Regions from separate parts of the Mus musculus genome. Here regions 2, 3 and 4 are each linked to region 1. Evidence: chromatin contacts called from public HiChIP or PLAC-seq and promoter capture Hi-C data. All regions are on one chromosome and are shown on one strand. The core of a region is the stretch at or near the end of the contact, and the rest is flanking DNA. Distances in the headings are between cores, read along the strand shown.

Evidence for each region. Promoter capture Hi-C pulls out the DNA fragments that hold promoters and counts their contacts. HiChIP or PLAC-seq counts read pairs in DNA pulled down with a chosen protein or histone mark. Capture Hi-C pulls out chosen DNA fragments and counts their contacts.
Region 2: a promoter capture Hi-C map of liver shows a contact between it and region 1. The contact joins the promoter of AI467606 here to the promoter of Kctd13 in region 1. A contact is called at or near these places in 16 of 39 promoter capture datasets (the 3T3-L1 cell line, 3T3-L1-derived adipocytes, the C10 cell line and 9 more), 6 of 484 Hi-C or Micro-C datasets (B cells, bone marrow-derived macrophages, centrocytes and 3 more), 21 of 115 datasets of contacts at active chromatin or transcription factors (the 230-238 cell line, DN3 thymocytes, the HPC-7 cell line and 13 more) and 3 of 9 other capture datasets (adipose tissue, liver and pancreatic islet).
Region 3: a contact with region 1 is called in a promoter capture Hi-C map of the SN4741 cell line, with 3 times the contacts expected there. The contact joins the promoter of Qprt here to the promoter of Kctd13 in region 1. A contact is called at or near these places in 16 of 39 promoter capture datasets (the 3T3-L1 cell line, the C10 cell line, the SN4741 cell line and 11 more), 2 of 484 Hi-C or Micro-C datasets (bone marrow-derived macrophages and embryonic stem cells), 7 of 115 datasets of contacts at active chromatin or transcription factors (the 230-238 cell line, bone marrow-derived macrophages, double positive thymocytes and 3 more) and 3 of 9 other capture datasets (adipose tissue, liver and pancreatic islet).
Region 4: an H3K4me3 HiChIP or PLAC-seq map of bone marrow-derived macrophages shows a contact between it and region 1, with 3 times the contacts expected there. The contact joins the enhancer-like site here to the promoter of Kctd13 in region 1. A contact is called at or near these places in 2 of 39 promoter capture datasets (the C10 cell line and cranial neural crest), 2 of 484 Hi-C or Micro-C datasets (bone marrow-derived macrophages and nephron progenitors), 2 of 115 datasets of contacts at active chromatin or transcription factors (bone marrow-derived macrophages and large pre-B cells) and 2 of 9 other capture datasets (adipose tissue and liver).

Annotation. Positions count from the first base shown.
Region 1 is chr7:126,927,213-126,930,217 of GRCm38.p6, reverse strand. Kctd13 (potassium channel tetramerisation domain containing 13) reads right to left here and starts at 1,339. Exons shown (of 6, transcript NM_172747.2): 1 at 920-1,339. The coding sequence starts at 1,163. It also overlaps a transcript of Tmem219 not described here.
Region 2 is chr7:127,089,578-127,092,685 of GRCm38.p6, reverse strand. AI467606 (expressed sequence AI467606) reads right to left here and starts at 1,250. Exons shown (of 2, transcript NM_178901.3): 1 at 1,214-1,250; 2 at 1-517. The coding sequence starts at 431.
Region 3 is chr7:127,120,261-127,123,279 of GRCm38.p6, reverse strand. It overlaps Qprt (quinolinate phosphoribosyltransferase), which reads left to right and starts at 1,251. Exons shown (of 4, transcript NM_133686.1): 1 at 1,251-1,307. The coding sequence starts at 1,295.
Region 4 is chr7:127,164,169-127,167,249 of GRCm38.p6, reverse strand. No RefSeq gene overlaps it. Among named protein-coding and RNA genes, the nearest start is that of Spn, 28 kb to the right of the region's middle. Within about 2 kb of position 1,484, at least 24 of the 459 cell types and tissues checked have an H3K27ac peak or open chromatin away from gene starts, as enhancers often do. A contact at or near this core is called in bone marrow-derived macrophages, where this site is marked.

The DNA of each region.
Region 1 (3,005 bases), core at 90-2,589:
AAGTCAGGATCTCATTATGTAACCCAAACTGAGTGTTAGCAGTATAGGCAGGAGGCACCAGGCCCAGCTCACCATGGGGGAGATTCTTACCAAATTACCTTATCAATAAATGTAACCCCTTGTATTCATTTTAACCATCTAATTTAATGAAAAATGCCCACTTCAATCCTCCGGTTCACAACGATGAAGTAGTAACATTACTTGGAATACCAAGAATTACTGTGATTACATGAGATTTTCTTGCTTACTGGTCATTCCTACTCCATGCCCTCCCCAACTCCCTGCGGGGTGTGGGGCTAACTCCCCAAGATTCATCATTTCCCTTTACCAAACTTTCTCTAGCAGTAACTGACGCATCACAATACTAATCAAATAAGTGAATTTTCATCTTCGGTATTTGAAAGCCGAACTTCACCTCCTAAGTGTTTGCTTTTATCTATGTTAAGCCCTTCCCCTTAAAGCTATTCTACAATAAGTGAGTCCCAAATTTAAGGCAACACTCCCGAGAAGGTTAAGGTTCACCTGTCAAGAAAAGCTGCGCCCTTCACTTCGCATTCATGGATGATTCCTAGAGTGCGGGCACTGGGCACTTGTATTAGAGACAGACCAAATCTTTCCGTTCTCGAGGCTACCTGGGGCGGTTCTACCGCAGAGAGGCAAACAAAAGGCTGGGCAGTGGGAAGTAAGTGATAAAGGTTGTTTGAGGGGTACTGCTTGCAGTAGACCTGGTTCCTTGGCTGTTTGAACTAAGGGAAGAAGAGCAGATAATCGGCAATGGAGCGCTTGGCAGATGTTACTGCTGGAAGTAAAGGATTGGGGAAAGAGAGAGATTCTGAATTAGGAAAAGATAAGATGGGACTAGGGAGCCTGGAATGAACTGGGAGCTGGAGGGCAGCACGTGTACCGGCGGCACGCATACCTCCCGCGTCTGTGAGCACTTCAACGCGGCCGCTGAACATGGCCTTGAGCATGGTGTCCTGCCCCGTGAGGGTGCGCAGCGTGGTGTAATGCAGCGAGCCGCCCACGTTCAGCTTCACATACTTGCTGTTCGGGGTGAGGGGCTTCAGACTGTACGAGGGGGAGCCAGGCTCCACACTCGAGGGGCTAGGGGACTCCAAGCATTCGGCCGCAGCCGGCGCCGGGCCCGAGGCCTCGGCCGACATGCCAGTGAGCGGACGCGGGTGGCAGTCGGAGGCCCTCTCTGCGCCCCGGTCCGGTTCCCTGAGATCCCGCGACTCCAGCGCCGGCGCCCGGCCGCTCGGCGCACACGCCCACTCTCCACAGCTACTCCGCGACGTCCACCAGCCGCCCCATCGCGCGCTCTCTCCACCCGGAAGCCGGCGCGCGGAGCTGCGCAGGCGCGGCCAGGCCGAGGGCCGCGTCTCGGGGGCGGAGCCAAGAACCGGGGCGTGCGCAGTCGGTGGCGCCGTTGCAGTCCAGCCTGCGGGTTGGGGGGTGTGGTGTTCTGAGAAAACGTCTAAAGGATCCTTTGCCCCCTTGTTCATGTGGATGGAGAATACCGCAACCCGTGACGATTTCAGCAGCGCTTCATTCGCGTAAAAAGAAACAAGCGCAGAGGCTGAAGGTTGAGTATAGTTTTCCTAGCCCAGCTCAGTGCACTTGACAGACTGTTAGAAGAACCGTCAACAAAATGAAAGTTCACCGCGCGTGGTGGCACACACCTCTAATCCCAGCACTCGGGAGGCAGAGGCAGGCAGATTTCTGAGTTCGAGGCCAGCCTGGTCTACAAAGTGAGTTCCAGGACAGCCAGGGCTAAACAGAGGAACCCTGTCTCGAAAAAACCAAAAACCAAAACAAAAAAAAAAAAAAAAAAAAGAAAAAAGAAAGTTCTCCAATGAGGCCATAGGGTTTCCAGGGGACTCACAGGTTAGAAGGCGGGTGCAAAGAGTTCCCTGAAGGGAAAAGGATAGAGACCTGAATTACATATAACTAATTTTAGCCCTGGAGGCTGAGGCAGAGAGATTATGAGCTCCAGGGGATCCTGGCCTATACAGTCTTACCTATCTCAAAGCAAAAGGAGAACCATTAGGCAGGAACGTGGCGATTACAAGAATAAGACTGGACAAGCTAGTGAAGGTCTTAGAATCCCAGCTGTCATGAGACCTTCCAAGGAACCCCAAAAGAGAAGAAGGTATAGGGCATTGTGAACAAGAGGTGATAGCTGAGGTATTTAACAGCCTGCCCTAACGTCTGGAAGGGGTTTTGTCTTGGATGTTTAAGCAAAGTCAAACCAGGCAGTGTTGGCTCACACCTTTAATCCCAGCACTCAGGAGACAGAAGCAGGTGGCTCTCTGAGTTCAAGTCCAACCCTAGTCTACATAGAAAACCCCTGTGTCGGGAGAGAGTTCCAGTTTCTCTTCTCCAACTCTGTCACCAGCTGACTGGAAGATCTGGGCAAAGCTCCTCTCTCTGGGTCTGGTTGGTTCTTTTGCTGCTCAGTCAGGGGTACAAATCTAGTGTTGGCTCTGGAGAGGTAGCAGTGTGGAGAAGCAAAGTGGCTGTTAGAAGATGTTATCAAGAAATGTGTCCGGCACTGAAGAAACTTGTGTTCTGCCAAGAGGGATTGCCAAGCCTGCTCTCCCTACCAGGTGGAGCAGTGAGAAGGTAATTCTTGACTGGAACTTGCTCTCCTCCCTGAAGCCTTGCTGTTGCCAGGACTGGCCTAGCACCCATAGCGAGGCTGTGGCAGTGGCTTGGTCAGCTCAGTTTTACAAAACACCAATTTCAGGCAAATTCACACTCTGGTGGATAAGAAGCATATTCCATAATCATATCTGAACACAAAATGACCGAATATAACTCTCTCCTACAAATGCTAATTCTTTACTGTAGGAGGCATGGGGGAGGGGTCCTTGCACTCACAGATAAACACTTGGGGAATCTGTAATGTTAAGCACAGAAAGTTGTTCCTTCAAGGGAAGAAATGCTATACCTTGCAGAAGGCTGGAACCAGCCGTTAACTAACCTGGTGACCTTGGCTCTCT
Region 2 (3,108 bases), core at 1-2,500, 160 kb before region 1:
GGTGGGGTCTGAGGAACTAGAGAACTGAGGGAAGAGTATGGGGCTGAAGTGGCTGGTGGAGCAGTTGCTCTGCCCTCTAAGGTGCCACCGGGTGTTGGGGGACCTGGAGCCCTGTCCATCAGCAGAGGCATGGAGGAGCCGTACCAATCCTCAGAGCGCTCCCGGGCGCTGCTCGTGGGCTCAATCCACAGTTCTCCTCCAGGGCGCCAGACTAGGGTGGGGGCACGCTGGCTGGGGTCTGGTTGCGGGCGGCGGAACAGGCGTTCGGCCAGTACAGCAGTAGTTATGATGAAGAAGGCTGTGAGAGAGGCCAGGCCCAGCATGATGGGAATACAAGGTCCACAGGGGATTACTACCCACACTGCTGCCTCCGCTGTAGGCTCAGGGAGCCCCTCCGTGTGCCCAGAGGGCTGCTGAGGCGTCACTGGCATCTGGGAGACTCAGTGTGGACTCAGAACAGTCAGGAACGTCTCCACTGGGAGAAGGAAAGGACAGCAACCAGAGGATATCCCGTTTCCTGGAAAGAGATTCAACAACGGTTCTAACAACTTGACCGTGGCACAGGATGAGACAGTGCTTAGACTGCATGTCACTGGGACTGCACATCATTGGCCTTTTTTTTAAACTGTAACTTTACTTCAGAACCTCAGAGACAGATTGGGAGTCGGGAGTGCTGGATCTCTTTGTCCCTCATCTTGCGTTCCTGCTCCCACCCCCACCCCTACCCACTGTTAATTCGGCTCTTCTAATTGGCTTATTGAGCATGGGTGGCAAAACTAGAGAGGAGCAAAGGGTCCCAGAGAGGTCAAGAGCAAACCAGGAGAGGCCGGAGAACAAGCCAGAGCTGGCTGAGGCTCCCCTGCACAGTCGCAGGCCTTACTTCCCCTCCAGCCCCACCCCCCACCTCTGATGACAGATCAAAGGTCTGGGCTCTCAGGTCTTGCCTCAGTCTCAAGTGAGGAGACTTGGAATGAGAGAGAAACCCCTTGCTGGCCCCTCCCTTCCATATGCACCTACTCTTTGAGCCACCTAACCGCTCTCCTTGGAGGTGGCCCTGTTGTGCTATCTGGCTGTACCAGGTCTGTGGCCCGGCACCTATCCAGCTTCCCCAGCTCTGCCCAATCACTGGCCTGTCTGCTTCCCTTGTTGGTATTTGTCCACATCTCTGCCACCAGTCCCCCATTTGCAGTTGCTTCCGCACCCCTCACCTCACCTGTCACCTTGCTTCAATCTTGGATTTCGCCGTTTTCAGAGCCCTTCTTCCCAGTGCATGCCGGGAGGGTGTGTGTGCGCGCAGCGATCTGAAAGGCCCTGGAGGGCTGGCCTCAGAAGAAGGCGGAAGGGAGGCTACCACCTGTTGCTGGGCGACTGTGCCCCAACTTTTCCTGCCCCCACAGAGTGTTTCCAAGGCAACCTGGGGATGTGGTCAGTGTGGTGAAGAACCACTTCCTGTGTAAGGTGGAGCCAGAATGAGCAGCTGCTTTGCTCCAGTCAGTCCCACCCCACAGGCAAGGTCCAGACCCCAGCGCCTTTACCTTGTCACCCCAAAGGCAAGACCCAGACCCCAGCGCGTTCACCATCTCACCCCAAAGGCAAGGCCCAGACCCCAGCGCTTTCACCTTCTCACCCCAAAGGCAAGACCCAGACCCCAGCGCCTTCACCTTCTCACCCCATAGGCAAGGCCTAGGCGCGATCACCATCTCACCCAACAGGCAAAGCCCAGACCCCAGCGCCTTCACCTTCTCACCCTACAGGCAAGGCCCAGACCCCAGCGCCTTCACCTTCTCACCCTACAGGCAAGGCCCAGACCTCAGCTCGCTCACCCAGGGGAGAGGAAGATTATAAAGACCGGCTCAGGGGCTCCCACAGCGCTGCGATGTATCTTGCTGCCTGCTTCTTGGAGGGTCCCTGTCCTTCCGTCTACTCCCTGCACCCTTTTCATCCAGCTGTGTCATACTTTTGTTTTGTTTGAGACAGGGACTTAAGATGTAGCCCAGGTTGGCCCCGAATCCCCCCCCCCCCCCCACACACACACATACACACTCCCGTAAGCCTTTTGAGTGTTGGTTTCAGTCCCAGGCCACTGTGCCCAGGCTCATCTCTCCACTACTTCTGATACCTAACGGTGTAAGCACTATGAGAGTAATTGTTACCGGTGTTGTTTAGGCCATCATACCTTTACATGGTGTGCATGCAGTGTCTGCGTGTGTGTGTGTGTGTGTGTGTGTGTGTGTAGACCAGAGTCTACTTAATTGATTTCCACCCTATTATTTTATTTTATGTGTTTGTGTGTTTAGCTCACCTGTATGCATTTTGGTCGCAAGCATGCCTCGTGTTCAAGGAGGCCAGAAGGGGATGTCAGATCTCTTGGAAGTGATTGACAGACAGTTGTGAGCCACTTTGTAAGTGCTAGGAATTGAACCTAGGTGCTCTGCAAGAGCATCGAATTAACTGCTGAACTCCCTCTCCCTCTCCCCTTCCCCATTCTCCCTGTCCCCCGGTCCCCCTCCTCCCTTCTCCCCCTATACCCTCTCCCCCTCTCCTCCTGTCCCCCTCTTTCCTTCCCCAGTGCTAAGCTAATAGGAGCACTTAGCTGAGCTTGCGGTGCCCATAGTTTTGAAGTGTGTGCTAAGGTCTAAGCTCAGGCCCTCATGTTTGTCAATCAGCACTGTTGTGTTGTACTGAGCCTTCTCCCAGCCTTTGTTCCCTCCTCTGTCTTCTCTTTCTTTTTTCCAGGGTGGGGGGTGGGGCAGCGGCGGAGGTGTTTGTTTGCTTATGGGTCATGCTCATGCTAGGCAAGCATTTTGCCACAATTCTTCACCACCAGCATTTCAACATACATGTTTTTCATTTGTTTTGAGACAGGGTTTCACTATGTATCATTTCTAGCTTAAAATGCTCTACGTAGACTACAGTGGGTTCCCAATTGTGGCAGTCTTCTGGCTACCTTCCTGGTGCTGGGGTTATAGGGCTGTGGCAGCACATCTACTCGGTACACCTACTCGGTACACCTGCTCAGTACACTTGCTCAGTACACCTGCTCAGTACACCTACTCAGTACACCTGCTCAGTACACCTGCTCAGAATCCGACCCCATGAGGAAGTCGA
Region 3 (3,019 bases), core at 2-2,501, 190 kb before region 1:
CTGAGGTTCTCATTTAATAATTCATGTCTTCTGGGAAGCACTCATGCAGGGTACTTCTGCTCAACTCCCTATTTAAAAAATATTATATATTTAAAAATAGCTTTCAGAACAGTGGGTTCCTGCAATGCTTCCTCATATACGCTTAGTTTGGGCTTCCCTTCCCCCCACCCTTTTCTGAATCTCTTTTCTTCACTTTAACCCTGAGTCTCTCTCTCTCTCTCTCTCTCTCTCTCTCTCTCTCACTCTCTCTCTCTCTCTCTCTCTCTCGTTTCACATCTCAGTGTTCTACTATCTTCACTAATAGTTTTTTCTTGGGTTGGAAGATGGTTTCCCTATAGCTTTTTCATATACCTTTTATTTTGGCTAACCTTGCTCCCTCCCCCAGGTTTGACCCTTCCCCATTCCATCCTTCTCTACTTTATTTCCCTGACCCAGCCCTTAGGTATCCACCCTTGTGGTCCATCTCTAGTTTTCTGGCTCCCACGTGTACTCCAGGTTAAACATACATGACCAAAGATTTAGAGCTAGGAGCCACATATGATCCAGAACATGCAATATTTCTCAGTCTGCTACAAAGTCACTGATGCTACAGTCTCCTCCGTCACCCTTAGGGCCTCATCCAAAACCCCTCCTCCAAATTTCTATAAATTTGGGGGGGTAAGTTTTCAACACACTGACTTTGGGGGAGCACATTCAGACTGCAGCTCTCAGGAAAAGTGGGAGGGATGAGGGGATATTTGTGGGGTTCCTACTCTGTCCCTCAGAAAATTTGAGATAAAAAGAGAATGGGCCGCATGTGCTTGTGCGCGCTTTAATCCTAGCACGGGCTGGGGACACAGGAGGTGGATCTATACAGTGAGAGCCTCTCTCTGGTGGGGTTAGGGAGAACGGAATTGGGGCTTGAGTGCAGGTCTGGGATCCACGATTTTCCCAGCACACCACTAACAAGGCTTTCCGGCCCTCATAGGAGAGTGAGGTCCGGCATTCATGGCCCTGCACTCCGAGGGAGCTCCAGCAGGGCTGGAAGTGGAGAAAACAGGGCCTGTTTGGTGCCAGAGGAGTCAGAATTTCTAAGTGCTCACAGCTGAGCACTTCCCACTGATTCTGGGGTTCGCAGTGGGGCTGGCTCAGCGAGGGTCCAAAGAGGTGTACCGTGAGGGCTCTTAGGAAGGACTGACCCAGCTCGGCCCCTCCCTCCCCTCTCTCTGGCAGCCCCACCCCCAGCCTCAGCTTCTGGGAACATTCGACCTGAACTGTGGTGAACACACTGACCCGCTGGCTGCTCCAAGTCACCATGGACCCTGAAGGTGACCTAAGTCTCTGCTCTGTGTTCCTGTTTTCTATGTCCCCTACTGCCCGTCCCTCTTCCTATTTCAGCCATCTGCCTCCCTCTCTCTTCTCTAAAGAACCCCTTGTGGCCTCTCCTTGGATCTTGTTCCCAAGTCCGCTTCTCTCTGTCTTGTTTGAACCTCCAAAATCCTCCTCTTGCTTCGCGGTTCTTTCTGTGTTGAGCCCTACGGAAGGGCAGAAGCTTGGGAACAGAATGGATGGGGTTGCTCTGCTGGGGTCAGATGGACTGGTAGTGGGAGTTTGGAAAGGGGAGCAGCCCTGGACTCTGTCCCTTGTTAGCAGCCAAGAGAAGCGGAGGCAAAGTCCGGTCTCATCCCTGTAGAGTGTGGGGGGCGGGGAGGGGATGAAGTCGGAGACTGCGCTCAGGCCGCAGAGTCTGGCTTGGGACTCACAGCACCTGCTTGAGCCTAGAGTGCATCAAGGACAGGCTGCAGGGCCATCGGAAGACTTCTACAGCCTCACAGCCTCTTTTTCTTGCAGTAGCATTGGGTCTGGGGTGTAGCTCAGTGGTCGACACTTGCGCAGCATGCTTAAGACCTTCCACCCTAGTAGGTTTGCCGCTCTTATTTAAATCTTTTGTGTTTCCCTTTCCTCCCTGGGGCCTCCTCCCCCATCCTCCCCACTTTCCTGCCGGTTTGCATGCAACTCCTCTGGCCTGCCTGTGGAGCCTGCTCTGGATTTGTAGGTCTGGCTAGAATCTGGGGAGTTGCCTGTGCTGATCGGGCTGGCCTCAAACTTACCGAAATTTGCCGCCGGCCGCCTGCCAAGTGCTGGGATCAAACCCGTGTGTTCTGCCTGGTCTGCCTTTCCCTCCTAACATTAACACTGCCCTGGATTTGAGGCCAGGGGATTCACAGCTGTGGGAACCCTGGGAAGTTACCCAGAAGGATTCTAGGTTTCTGCATCTGGAAGATGCTTCAGGGTGGTAGGGAAACTCAACCACCTTTGCAAGTGTCCCGGTTCCTGAGTTCTTTACTGAGGAACTGTGGGTGGGTGTTCAGGGAGGGCATGGATGCCCAACATGAATATGAAATTCTGAGAAAATAGCCATGGATTCCCTTTTCTGAGAAAGGGGGTTCAATAATGGCATTTTTCATCCAACCCGGGTTTCTGAATTTTTAAACTTATTATTGTATGTGAGTGCATGGTGGTGGGGGTGTCAGGTGTCACAGTGTGGAGGTCAGAGGACATCTTTTCAGAGGTTGTTCTCTTCTTCTTTCCACCTTTGTACGTCTCTGGGGATGGAGCTTGGGGCCTCCTGAACTGTCTTTCCCCTCTGATTATTCATTTAGTTTTGAGACAGGTCCTCACTGTGGAGCCCTAGCTGGGCTGGAACACTCAGCAATCTTCCTGCCTATGCCTCCCGGGTGCCGAGATTAAAGGGGTGTGCCTGGTTTTGTTTATTCCTAAGACAGAGTATTTTTTTAATATTTTAAATTCTGTTTATGCATGGCAGGAGTTATGCACACATGTGTGGGGTTGCCAGATGCCATAGGCATTGGGTCTCCCTACAGTTACAGGCGGTTGTGAGCCACCTGATGTGTGTGCTAGGAACAGAACTTGGATCTTCTGCAAGAACAGTGTGGACTTAACCTTTGAGCCTCAGTGATATGCAGGGCCACATCTCCAGGGTCTTGATTCACAGCCCAACATGGCTTGCAACTCATGT
Region 4 (3,081 bases), core at 235-2,734, 240 kb before region 1:
TTCCAAGAGCCTCAGTATACAGACAAATGCCCAGCAACAAGCCAATAGGCAGAGCTGGGTCAAATCCTGGTTGTTCTATTGCTGTGATAAACAGCATGACTAAAAACATCGTGGGAAGGAAAAGGATCATTTCATGCAGTCTACCCTGAGGGAAGTCAGGGCAGGAACTCAAGGCAGGAACTGGAGTAGAGGTTGGGGGGTGGGGGGAAGCAGGGAGATGGCTGCTGCTTACTGGCTTGCTCTGCATAGCTTGCTCAGTCTGCTTTCTTCTGGAACCCAGTCTCCCTTGTTCAGGGGTAGCACCACCCACAGGAGGATGGGCCATTCCAGAACAATCTTTAATCAAGAAAGTGCCCTACTGGGAGGATGGACAGAATAAAAGAGATGAAATTCTCTGCAGCAGGGGGATCAGCCTAGCAAGGACTGAACACTGACAGCTCCCTAGATGCTCTTTATTGTTACCTAAAAGGCACCTTATCAAGTCAATTTCCACATACCAAAACTTCTTATCTGATCTCCCGGTTGTCTTGAAAGACCCGCCACCTAAGCAATTCTCAGTCACTCCACACTTCCTGGTTTGTCAGGCATGCCCCTAGACTAAGTTATGCAAAGGCTCTGAGAATAGTTCAAAAGAACAACCTTATAAAGTCCCAGATGATAATTACCAACAAAAGGCTACTTCAAAGCTTACACGCGCCATCACTCCAGATTCATGTGCAATACGAGAATTCTAAAATCCTGTCACAGATATGCCTACAGTCTAAAGGAGGTATTTTCTCAATTGAGGTTCCTTTTTCCAGAAAACTCTAGCCTGTGTCAAGTTGATACAAAACTAACCAGGCCCCAAGGCTGCTAGGCATTTGGAGAAGGCAAACCCCTTCGTCTGTGACAGTTGTGACAATGTGACAGTGCAGATAGCTCTTGGACACAGGCTTCCCTCCCTGTCCATTTACCCAGTAGCTGGATTGCTGGATCAAATGGTTCTGTTTGCTTTTCGTGGTTTTGGTTTTGGACAATGTCACACGTGGTTTCTCGTATCTCACATGAATCTGGAGTGATGGCGCGTGTAAGCTTTGAAGTAGCCTTTCGTTGGTAATTATCATCTGGGACTTTATAAGGTTGTTCTTTTGAACTATTCTCAGAGCCTTTGCATAACTTAGTCTGGGGACATGCCTGACAAGCCAGGAAGTGTGGGGTGACTGAGAATTGCCTAGGTGATGGCTCTTTCATGACTGTACTGGAACTTTCCATGTAAGCTAGGCCAGGCTGGCTTTGAACGCCCCCCCCCCTTCTTCTCCAGTGCTGGGGTTGCAGGTGTGTGCCGCTGTGCCTGACTCTCATTTCATATCATTTCAGCGTTATGATATCCCAAGACCTTTCAAACGATACTTCTCTTTTTCTCTAGGGATTAAACCCTCTCATGTGATGCACATTGTCTGCCATGGAGCTACTTCCCAGCCCGGTTTCTAGCATTTTGAGGAACCTTTGTACTGTTTTCCATAATGGTTATACTAATTTGCATTCTCACCAAGAATGTCTGAGTGTTCCCTTCTCCTCCTCCTCTCAAGCACTTCTTGTTGCTGTTAGCTTTGCTTTTTGAAGCACAGGGTCTCAATTTATAGCCCAGGCTGGCCTCAAACCTGTGGGTTTCCTGCCTCAGCCTCTTGGGTGATAGGATTAAACATACAAGCCACCAAACCTAACTCCTGGTTTTCTTTGCTAGTTTCTTTATTTTTTTGAGATAGGGTTTTTCTGTGTTACATCCTTTTCTGTGTTACATACTTTCTGTGTAGACCATGCTGGCCTCAAACTCACAGAGATCCTCCTGCCTCTACCTCCCGGAATTGCTGGGATAGAAGGCATGCACCATTACACCCAGCTTCTAATTCCATATTTTAAAAGGTTTTATTTTTTTGTATATGTGTGTGTGTCTGTGTGCAGGTATGTATATGCACGTAAGTGGAGGCAAAGATCAACCTTGTGTTAGACGGGGTCTCTCACTAGGCCCTGGACCTGGCTGTTGAGTGAGCCCCAGGGACTCCCCTGCAGTCAGCTCCCCAGAACTGAGATTATGAGCAACACCAGTGCTCCCAGATGTTTTGTGACTTTGGTTGCATGAGCCCACATACCTGCGTCCTTTTGAGAAATGTCTACTCACAAGAGCCTCTCATTCTTTAGCTTGTTTTCTACTGTTTTATTGTTTGAATATCTGGTCTACCTATCTTTTCTATCTGATGGGTAGTTTGCCCCCCCCCCTTTTTTTGTCTCACTTTGTAACCCAGGCTTCCCTGAATCTACCAGGCTGGCCTCAAACTCTTGATCCTCCTATCTCAGTCTCTTAATGCTGGATTACAAATATATCCCACCATACCCTATATATATATTTTTTCACTTTCTTTGTTCTAAACATTGCACATGGGGACTGTAAAGGCTAATCCCATTTGCCCAAGGACAGGTAACTCCCTGGGCTGCTGTTCACGTCAGATAACAAGGCCTGTGTTTTCCCTTCAGTACACAAGCTTGGTTGCCCATGCTGCACAGGAAGACCTTGATCGCCAGTAGGCAGAAGACACATGGGCAGGAAGTAGTACATCAGGATGTATGGAAGCAGAAAGTACCAGAGCCTGTGGGTTTGACCTTTGTAGGCACCCGTCTGACCTAATTGGGGGCCAATCTTCATGGATCCTGGGTATGGATCTGGCCAGGGTCCATTGTCCTAGCCAGTATTACATAAAGCTTGCTTTAATAGGTCAGTTGTCGATTTGGTCTTTCTCTTAGAAATTTTCAGCTTTAACACTCCCTGCATGCTAGCATGTGCACAGGGACGCAGCTGCTGGGGTTGTTTCTCACTTTCTCCTGCAGCTTGCAGTTGGAGTGGAGACATGTCACTGGCTTGTTCATGCTGACTTAGCGCCTGCTACATGATGCCATTCATTTACCAATCCTAACATTTTTGGTGGAGTCTTTTTGGTTTTTCTAGAGACAGCCATTTGCAAGCAAAATATACTTCCTCTTTCCCTATGGGGTGCCCCCTTTTTTTTTCTCTTGCCTAACTGGTCTGGCTAGAACACCCAGTGCTAT